3 separate regions of the Drosophila melanogaster genome follow, and all the other regions are linked to region 2. Evidence: chromatin contacts called from public Hi-C data. All regions are on one chromosome and are shown on one strand. Each heading gives the region's core, a stretch centred on a gene start, on an enhancer-like site or on the middle of the called end of the contact. The rest is flanking DNA. Distances are from core to core; before and after follow the strand shown.

Evidence for each region. A called contact is a pair of places that touch in the nucleus more often than the background predicts.
Region 1: a contact with region 2 is called in a Hi-C map of the Kc167 cell line, with 8 times the contacts expected there. The contact joins the promoter of eEF2 here to the promoter of step in region 2. A contact is called at or near these places in 1 of 1 datasets of contacts at CTCF or cohesin (the Kc167 cell line), 18 of 107 Hi-C or Micro-C datasets (the Kc167 cell line, the OSC cell line, the S2 cell line and 5 more) and 4 of 6 datasets of contacts at active chromatin or transcription factors (the Kc167 cell line and the S2 cell line).
Region 3: a contact with region 2 is called in a Hi-C map of the Kc167 cell line, with 5 times the contacts expected there. The contact joins the promoter of Cul2 here to the promoter of step in region 2. A contact is called at or near these places in 16 of 107 Hi-C or Micro-C datasets (the Clone 8 cell line, the D17-c3 cell line, the Kc167 cell line and 6 more) and 2 of 6 datasets of contacts at active chromatin or transcription factors (both in the Kc167 cell line).

What each region holds. Positions count from the first base shown.
Region 1 is chr2L:21,680,185-21,683,676 of dm6, forward strand. It overlaps eEF2 (eukaryotic translation elongation factor 2), which reads right to left and starts at 1,932. Exons shown (of 5, transcript NM_165394.3): 1 at 1,855-1,932; 2 at 1,160-1,374; 3 at 573-1,100. The coding sequence starts at 1,857. It also overlaps sncRNA:254.
Region 2 is chr2L:21,755,677-21,758,899 of dm6, forward strand. step (steppke) reads right to left here and starts at 1,790. Exons shown (of 11, transcript NM_001273749.1): 1 at 1,488-1,790; 2 at 878-951. It overlaps CG1416, which reads left to right and starts at 2,334. Exons shown (of 4, transcript NM_136277.3): 1 at 2,334-2,683; 2 at 2,766-3,223. The coding sequence starts at 2,536.
Region 3 is chr2L:21,657,219-21,660,434 of dm6, forward strand. It overlaps Cul2 (Cullin 2), which reads left to right and starts at 1,517. Exons shown (of 9, transcript NM_165390.2): 1 at 1,517-1,743; 2 at 1,877-2,054; 3 at 2,622-2,846; 4 at 2,905-3,216. The coding sequence starts at 1,936. It overlaps lncRNA:CR43144 (long non-coding RNA:CR43144), which reads left to right and starts at 407. Exons shown (of 2, transcript NR_124416.1): 1 at 407-449; 2 at 615-1,031.

The sequences.
Region 1 (3,492 bases), core at 682-3,181, 75 kb before region 2:
GAAGAAGTTGAACGATTAATTGTGCCTTCAGATATTTCTTATTAACTACTTATCACTTAATGAAATGCTTAATGACCAGTTCAAATCGCTTATTTAAAAAAATAATTAATATTATTTTTCTGGAAATTTTGTATAATACAAAATGATTCATTTCAGCCAATAAATTTGTTGCAAATTTGATTTATAAATTTTAAGTCTTAGATATCAAAAATGACGTCCGAATATATCGATTTGTATAATATGAGGCCAAACAACAATTGATTTCAGATATATGAAGAAATTATGTGAACAATAAAAGATTTCTGTATACAATTTAAAAATAATTAGTGTAAGGTAACTGCCTTAACATGACTCGTTTGAACATTAGGAAAGCGGTCCCGAGTCAGCGTTTAAACAGCATCCGAAAGTTTATTCTTCTTCTATTTAAGGTCCACTTGTGGCGCCGTCAGCACGAGAGACTCTAAAAGGACTTTCCTTGCGGAGATGTCTTTCAAGAAGCCGCCCGCTAAGCGCCACACGTTTTGTGGTAGAAGTTTGAAAACATTTACAAACAAACTTGAGACATGACTCACCGGTTCATTAGCTTGACAACATCAATCTTGAATTTCTCGGAGTACATCTCAGAGAACTGCTTGAGGGTGAACGCCCAGCCGTGAAGCCCAGAACCGAAGCCCACTGATCCCTTAGAGGGATCCACGCGAACCTCACCCATCGGTCCTCCGTCATCGTTATAGGTGGCAATGATAACGTTTACGTTCTCGACGATGCGCTGGAAGGTCTGGTACAGCTCCTCGGCATCTAGTTGCAGCTCAAGCAGAGCGCGGTCCATTTTGTTCATGAATAGGATGGGCTTAATACGCTCAGCGATGGCCTGACGCAGCACGGTTTCGGTCTGGACACAAACTCCGGAGACGCAGTCTACAACAACGAGTGCACCGTCGGTTACACGAAGGGCGGCGGTCACCTCCGAGGAGAAGTCAACGTGACCGGGCGAGTCGATCAAGTTGATCAGGAAACCCTTGCACTCCTTCTCGCGCTGATCGGGGTGGGTAATGAACACCAGATCCTTTTCCTCCACCTCAAAGTACATGGAAATGGCACTGCAATAATGAAAGGCGGATTAAAAAAGCCGTGGGTGCTGGAACATGACTGGTCTTACGTCGACTTGATGGTAATGCAGCGCTCCTGCTCGTCCTTGCGGGTGTCAGTGAAACGAGTCTCACCAGCCTTGGCTCCGGCAATGATACCAGCCTTCGACACAAGGGAATCGGTCAGAGTGGACTTGCCGTGGTCTACGTGGGCAATCACAGACATGTTGCGGATGTTCCGCTTCTTGTCCATGAGGCCACGGATCTCGTCGACGGTGAAGTTGACCTGTAAAATAAATAAGGCATCGTTATGTACATATTATAACGAGTTTCCACTCGATCTATACACAGTGCTGATTTAAAAATGGCGTCCATACACACACTAAGTCTTCACAGTCGTGCAAAGGTCTTTGAGGTTAGATAAGAACTAAAAACCACAAATCACTCACTCGCGAGTATGGGCATCGATAAATATAGCAATATACATCTATTCCTTGGGTATTTCACAACAAGCACCAAACAGGATCACATTCTAGCCAAATTTCAATAGAAAATTGCATACGTCATTCCTAGTCTTTGTCTTGCATTTCACCATAATGCACACACACACAACAAGCAAACGTGAAAATATGTGGACACATCATTTCACCAAGTAATGGTTGAGACATCTGCACTTTTTGCACTGGGCATTAAAGATATTAATGCAGGTCGCCTCTAGGCCTTTTCTGTAGATATGGGGCTATTATTTCTGACTTTGGGCACCTACCATTTTGGATGTATGGAGATTTTCTCGCGGACCAAAAAAACACTACGCCTTTCAACGGCGTTTCGACAGGAAAGAGCGAGGCGCTGCAGCGACCATAGAGCTGGGACAATTCTTGATATTTTCGATAGTCGGAACCAGTAGTTGATCGATAGTAGTTCACGTGACAGATTCATCAGATAGTTATTTTGCATGTTTACTTTATAGTTTTTAAACTTTTATTTTACAGAATGACGTTTTCGTAATTTTCCACGTAATTTTCCGCGTCGAAATCGTGGTTGTTTATATAGCCATAAATAAATATTGCTAAGCACTATTATTAATTTACATACATCCGCTTAAATTTCTTCTAAATTATTTTTCTTAAAAATAATCTAATCTATATATATATATTTCTTTATCGCTTAAACTATCTTATGAAAAATAAACTTTAAGTGAAAGCTAGTTATATTCTCATTTGCTCATAGATGCCGAGCCTTTAAAGTTAACGACTTATGATAGTTTCGATCAAACGGCATTTCGAAATTCTACGCACGCAGTAATATTTAAAGTATAGCAAGCGAGAACGCTATCGTCGATTTTTACGACTATTAGATACCCATTACATAGCTAATGCGATTCTCTAGGAAAATATTTAAAAATTTTGTTGGCGTTGCGGTAGGAATTAAAAAAAGGTTTGAATTGTGGGCTTGAAAACTTATTGAGGTTTGTAGGTGTAAGAGTGGGTCACGCCACGGCATATCGACAGAAATTTGGCAGACAAATAATAAAACGAAAAAAATCAAGAGATCCGAAAGTCAAATTTTCCGACAAGAAGTTTCAAAATTTGTAAAAAATGCGGTGGAAGGTCATGGCGTAAGTGTTTTTGGTATTCATTATACCCGCTACTCGTAGAGTATAAGGATATCGTTTGTTCGTTGAATGGTATGTAACAGGCAGAAGGAAGCGTTTCCAACCATATTGCTCAGGATCAATAGCCGAGTCGATCTAGCCATGTCCATGTGTCCGCCTATCCGTATGAACGTTGAGATCTCAGGAGCTATAAAAACTAGAAGGCTGAGATGCCCACTCTAACGCCCTAAAACCGCACCATTAACCATTTTTCCAAATTTGTTCATAATTTTATTAGTCTTGTAAATTTCTATCGATTTGCCAACAACAAGATAATTATTTTATAAATTATGAAATATGGCGTTCGCATTCACACTAGATAAGTAATGGGTGTTTGATACTCAGGGAACTCTACTATAGCGTTCTCTCTTCTCTCCTTTTGCTCTAGCGTCACTTGAAACTTTCGAATTAGACGGCCTCATGTCACCTCTGAGTTCAGGTTCGTATCATTGATAAAGCAGCCTTGGAAACTCTACTCTACTGTACCCTATTCTCCACTTGCGATCCCGCTTATATCAGATATTTTATTTTTTCTAAAAAACGTGGAAAACTAACCAGGAACTAGAGATATTGGTCAATTGAAAGGAGGACAACAGTTGAATATTTTCAACCCGGGGAAGACAGAACGCCTAATTGGTATATTTTGAATAAAACTTTTTAATTAAACCATAGCCAAACACCTTTCCGCCCAAAATAATGCTTTGTTTACATACACGTACCATGTTGTCTCTCTTTTGACAAACGTTTTGA
Region 2 (3,223 bases), core at 540-3,039:
AAGACTTTAAATACACTACCAAAATTATCACTTGTAATGGGGCTGGTGAGTGGTAATTTTAACCACAAAAAATATTAAAATCCTAGCAAGTATTTTTGGATTTTTTTTATAGAAAGACACCAGAGAAAGCCTATATGGCGTTTAACAACTCATTTTCAAATGCTTTATTTCAATCGTAGATCGTGCGGGTTAAAACCATGGTCATTGTATTCAGGTATGATATGATATGAGCACTAAAATATATATTTCTTTTAAAAAAGTTGTTGAACATAAAGAAGTCTTAACAAAGTGAAAACTAGTCACGATCGCAACACGAACATAAATAGCTAAACTTGCCACTAGCCGCCAGATCACAAATCTTCCCGCATTAAGGAGTTAAAAAACAACCTAAGTAGAAAAAAAAACCAAATTGGTCTGGCTTATAGGTATTCATAAAATTTTATAAATACATATAAATGCACATATGCTACTCAACAACATAAAAATCGACTCTCTTGCCCACTATCTCTCTTCTTAATGTTTTTATTGTATTTTTTTTTGGGATATTTACTTTCGATTATTTGCTAAATTAATTCTTAGCACCAACAATAATTTTACCATCATTTTTATTATCGGTTTATTAAAATTTATATATTTTAAGATTAATCGTTCATATAAAAAAATTCAGAGCCCGTCAAGCCCTCCCTACAAAGGCTCTGGAATAAGTCTAGTGTCTTTGCTCCCTCTCTGTCAAATCACCTAAAAAGAAGCTGGCAAAAACTCCAGACAAAAAGACATCACGAAATTGTTTTTCTGTATACTACAAGTGTATACGAATATGTTCTTAAATCGTTGTTTCCAAAATTAAAAATGTATGTATATATTGATGGTCAATTACCTGTATTTCGAGTAAAAGTTCCTGCTTCTTGCGTCGCAGCTCAATCAGCAGTTTTTGCTGCTCCGGTGTAAGTTCTGCAAGAACGAGATGCGAATCAATAATAAATTCATATACTTGTTTCTGGGCATTTTGTAAATTGTATCGCAACACCAACAGTAAAAATAAAAAACACCAGAGCAGCATTCCAGGCACACGCGCCCAACACACATACACACGTGCATACACGAGCTGTTTGCGATGCGATGAAAGCATCTTGTAGGCTACGTCACTAGCTTAGGCCGATAAACAATTTTCACTTGTCGAAACCACAATGGATTGCTAATTGTGCAAATTGGCTTATTAGCGTTACCAAAGCTCTTCGGACTTAATTCTGACGAAGGCCAAAAACGAGAACGCAATGTACATATGTACATAATATACATACATATGTGCACTAACATTTCACCTAGCACACAAGTCTATACATACAAATGTTGCTTGTTGCTTCTCTTATTTTGTAGTTGTGGGTATCCCAATTTGTGATCTTAATAAAATTTTATCAATACAAAGATTCGTATTCTGTTCATGCTAGGCTATATCCTTCGGGCCAGCAAAAGTATCTGCTGTTTACCTGGCATTGAGAATTCACTGCGCCCCTTTGATATGGCACCGTACGATCTGTTGTCGAAATTGTCCATTGCGCTAATCATCGCGGAGCTACTGAGCTACTACACACACTCTCGCGCACACGACACACACTCTAGTTGTACATTTTTCACCAGCAGTTGGCTAATTTTTAAGGCTTTTCATTGAACAATCAAAGACGAACGGATAATAAACAAATCAACACCAAAAAAATTCTATCGCCATTTTCTTTCAGCTCTCCACTAGGGATGTGCTGAATTCAGCTATCGGTTGAGTAAACAACTGAAAAATAACAAGTGCATGCTGACTTAAGCTGGGTGTTACGCGAGCTCTGTGTGGCCACTTTTAAAATATCCTGATGCCACTGCATCTTGTAACCAAACGTAAGAACTTTTTAATCAGTAGAACTAAAAAAATTAGGGCTAATTATTTACTTGCAACAATACATTAAATATTTTTAGGGGTACACTTTTTCAGAGATTAGAGCAGACCTTATCTATTTCAAGACAAATAGCTTGAAAAGCTGTAAAACAACTTTGTTACATCCATTATGGTGTGATTTGCGGGAATCGGCTATTACCATTTCGAAAATTGTTTGTTACAAGTTAAAAACATAAACTTAAAGTTTTGGACGTACATAAAAATATAACATTAAAACAACCTTGTTATAAAAAAATACAATACCACCAATACTTACTGTCCATTTTAAATCTGTTAAAAAATTCACTGAACGAATACGTCTTTCGTCATAACTCCATTTAAAATATCGTCAGGAAATTTACACATCATTTCGTTTTTTTAACGGCACAAACACCTCGGACTTGGTGGCAACGCTGCCAACATATGTGTGCACTGGCATCGATAATTTTTACATCCCTATTTTGAACCGCAGAATTCTAGAAAATTCCACTCGCTGGCCATAGTAATTGTCCGAATTAGTTTAAGCTAAGACTGCCGGATCAAAAGTAAACCAACATCTTCCATCTTTTCATAAAATTGAAGACAGTTTCATACAATTCTACAGTAAGAAAGCGATGGCCAAGTGGGGAGAAGGAGATCCGCGCTGGATTGTGGAGGAGCGGCCCGACGCCACCAACGTGAACAACTGGCACTGGACGGAAAAGAACGCCACGCCATGGTCCAAGGACCGCCTGCATCAGCTTTTTCAGGATTTCAAAATAGGCGAGTATATAAGAATTTGTAGTAGTGTAGAACATACATTTTAGGTATATCCTAACCTAAAAGTAAACTTCTCAAAACGCAGGGCAAAGCGACATTGAGTGTGCCGTGGACTCCGTGGACAAATGCTCCGGGGAGGCCACCGTGAACAATCGCAAGGGCAAGCTCATATTTTTCTACGAGTGGGAGCTGGTGCTCAAGTGGTCTGGAAAGCTCCTAAAGAACAGCAAGCTGATCCACAAGGGCAAGTTAACCATTCCCAATCTCTCCGAGGAGAACGAACTAGCCGACGTAGAGATCACGGTGACAATCGACGAGTCCAACGACGAGTCGGAGACCCTGAAACAGTTCATGTACAACGTGGGACGAGACCGCGTGCGGCAGCAACTGGCTTCCTACATCCGAGAGTTGAAGGAGGAGTACTCCAAGAACCTTATCCTACCAAAGAAGGGCGACGAGGCCGGAGCGGGAAATACTGTGGCGAATTTTAAGGATGCCAACAATACCCGTAATGCAGCCCAAAATATCGCTTTAAACTCCTCG
Region 3 (3,216 bases), core at 267-2,766, 99 kb before region 2:
GGTTGAGTGGATTAGGATTTAGATTTAGAAAATCAGTCTAAGTCCGGACGAGATTGTGAACATTTTCAAATTAAGGATAAGATAAGATAAATAAATTTTAAATTTTAATTTACATGTATCTACATATGTTGGCTGTTGTCTATCCCAGTTTCGAAAACAATGCATGTAAAAAGCGTGTAGTCACAGAAAAATTATATCTCCACGAAAACTGTGGATTAAATTGTAATCAAACTTTTTACACAAATAATGAAATTACAACATTTTTAAGATACCGTGCAATTTGAAGTTTATTTAATTTTTTGGAATTCACCTCCAAATAACGATTAAGAAATAAATACAAAACGTCTGCCGTGCTGATGGCTCAGGCTTTCCTCAGGCTGGAGTACCCCCCATGCCACAGCTCTAAACACTAAAGTCGATAACCACCGACGTCTCACAACACTGAAAATGTAAGCAATGTTAAAGCGAACACAAAGACAAAAAATTTAAATGTTTTGAAATGCTTAGAACATCACACCTTTTGGTAAATCGGAGTCCGAATTCTTTAAATAATTCTCGGTATATATATTAATTATTTTTTACATCATTTACATCTCAATCCATTTCTCCATCAGTATATGGTATCACACTTGGATCGACGACTGCTACATTGGATAGGTCAAAGTGAAATGTGTGGATGGCCTTTGGAAGCTACAAAGGCTGGAAATAGTGGTAGGCGATGTGCCAATTTTTGGCGCATATGGAAGGTTGCAAGTATTGATCACCGGCGGCTACGGTGGATGTGGCTCCAATTTATTCTTTGGAGTAAATTTCCGGTTTGGTGGATAAAAAAGTTCCAATCGACTGACAACCAACAGACAACTAAAAAAATTTGGCGCTCAACGATCTTAGCCATTGACAAATATGAGACTTTCTGATTTTTTGAGCTATACATTTTGTAAATTTTTGTTTCTTTAAGCTTAATGGTTTTTTCGTTTGTTTATCTTAGCCTTTATATATTTTCTTAGTAATTAAACATGTATTTATTTTGTATCTATCTCTTTGTATTTGTATTTTTTTGTATGTATCTCTGTTTGCCTTTTCGAAAGCCACATCTAGGCACTTAACAGTTTAGACCTTTAAAACTCGGTCTGTACAAAATGGATCATTCTTCTAGATCATACACTTACCTTTAAGGCATAACCCTTAACTCACTTTTGAAATCTTTTGAAAATGTATATTCTTTTGAACAAAAAGGTTGGCACTCGAGAGCAATAGCAATACGTATAAGCAATCGAAAAAAACGAAAATCATAAAAAATCCTAACATTATTACAGTTCACATATGAAATCAATTTAGGTTTGTGCACTTACAGTTTTTTAAGAAAATGGCTTTGGCCAGTTTTTAGGCAGGAAGGTAAAAAATTTGTTCAGTGGATCGGCGTTGACAATAAATTAAGATCAAAACAAAAGCAAACGTTTCGGTAGTGGAGACACGACATTCTTTTTACATCGAATTTTTTGTCGAGTTCAAATATCGATAGATTATATCGATATCGTCTTCGTCTGACAAACCATTTCACGATACCAAAAAAAAAGTGCAAAAATAACTAAATTCTCGGCGTAATTATTTAGTAAATAGCGTAGCTAAGCAGCAGGTGAGTAGGTCGCAAGCGCGCCCCTCCACGATCCATCAAGCGGTAATTGGCCTGCTGTGCAATTGCTCGAGGACAAGGCCATTTGCCTGGTGGCCCCCACGCAAAAAGTAAGCGATTATGCCAAAAAGCAAAGCAGAAGTGGTCTCTGCCAACGCATGAGGGTCGCTCGGTCGCCCATTGTTATATTTGCGAAGGCAGAATCAGTCGGCGTTCTAATTAGCGTGCACCCTGTCCCATCAGAAAACCCTTCCAAATCCATATCCAGACGGACCACGGATTAGGACTAAGACCCATTTGACATGTCGCTCAAGCCCAAAATAGTGGAGTTTGTCGATGTTTGGCCGCGCCTGCGCTGCATCGCCGAGTCGGTGATAACGCTCACCAAAGTGGAGCGCTCGGTGTGGAATACTAGCTTCAGGTACGTCTTGGCAACGGTCGGAGTATTAAACAGCCTGGAGAGAGATATTGTGATAGGTCACTAGAGACTACAAAGTTACCCAACTCAGAAGAAACACAAATAACACTAACTAACTTTTAAATTAATCCAACATAAGTAATGGTTTCAATCACATTATTTTGCATTTGAGTTGGTAAACTATGAATGTACTAGTACCTAGCGGTTCAACTATATATTTTATTCAACAGCAAAATTCACAAATATAGCTGCTAGCGAGGCGAAAATGATTTGGTAAATGTCGTAGAATCTTGATAAATGCAATCATAGTTTTAATAATAAATGCCTGTTTTCTAGCTTGAATTTAAATATTTTGACCGCTTAAAGGTTAAACTAAGTTCAAGTAAATATTAAATAGATCGATGACGTATCTTTTTAAAATTAATAATCAAAACAGTGTAACGCAGGCTGCTTTTATTCTGACCGCAACTGTTCGTATATATGTGTGAAGCGTGAGTTGCCAAAATAAAATTTCTAAAATAACGAGCACTAATACATCTGTCTTTCCAATCACATTCCTTTAACATATAGCGACGTTTACACACTGTGCGTGGCGCAGCCGGAACCGATGGCTGATCGTCTTTATGGCGAAACAAAACACTTTCTTGAGCAGCACGTCCAGGAGATGCTGGCCAAAAAGGTGCTGATCGAGGGAGAATGCTCCCATTCCAATGGTGGCCCAGACCTTCTCCAGCGTTACTACATCACCTGGATGGAATATAGCCAGGGTATCAAGTATCTGCACCAATTGTACATGTAAGAATGCATCGAAGTCTGTAATAACTCAATGATCGTTGGAATTAATTTCCTTTAGCTACCTGAATCAACAACACATCAAGAAACAAAAGATTACCGATACGGAATCGTTCTACGGTAATCTGTCAAGCGATGCTGCGGAGCAGATGGAGATTGGCGAGCTAGGTCTAGACATTTGGCGCCTGTATATGATTGAGTACTTGTCCAGCGAACTGGTCCGTCACATACTCGAGGGCATTGCCGCAGACAGAGCTAGCAATGGCACCTTGGATCACCATCGCGTGCAAATTATCAACGGAGTGATACACAGCTTCGTGGAGGTACAGGACTATAAGAAAACAGGCTCGCTTAAGCTCTACCAGGAACTCTT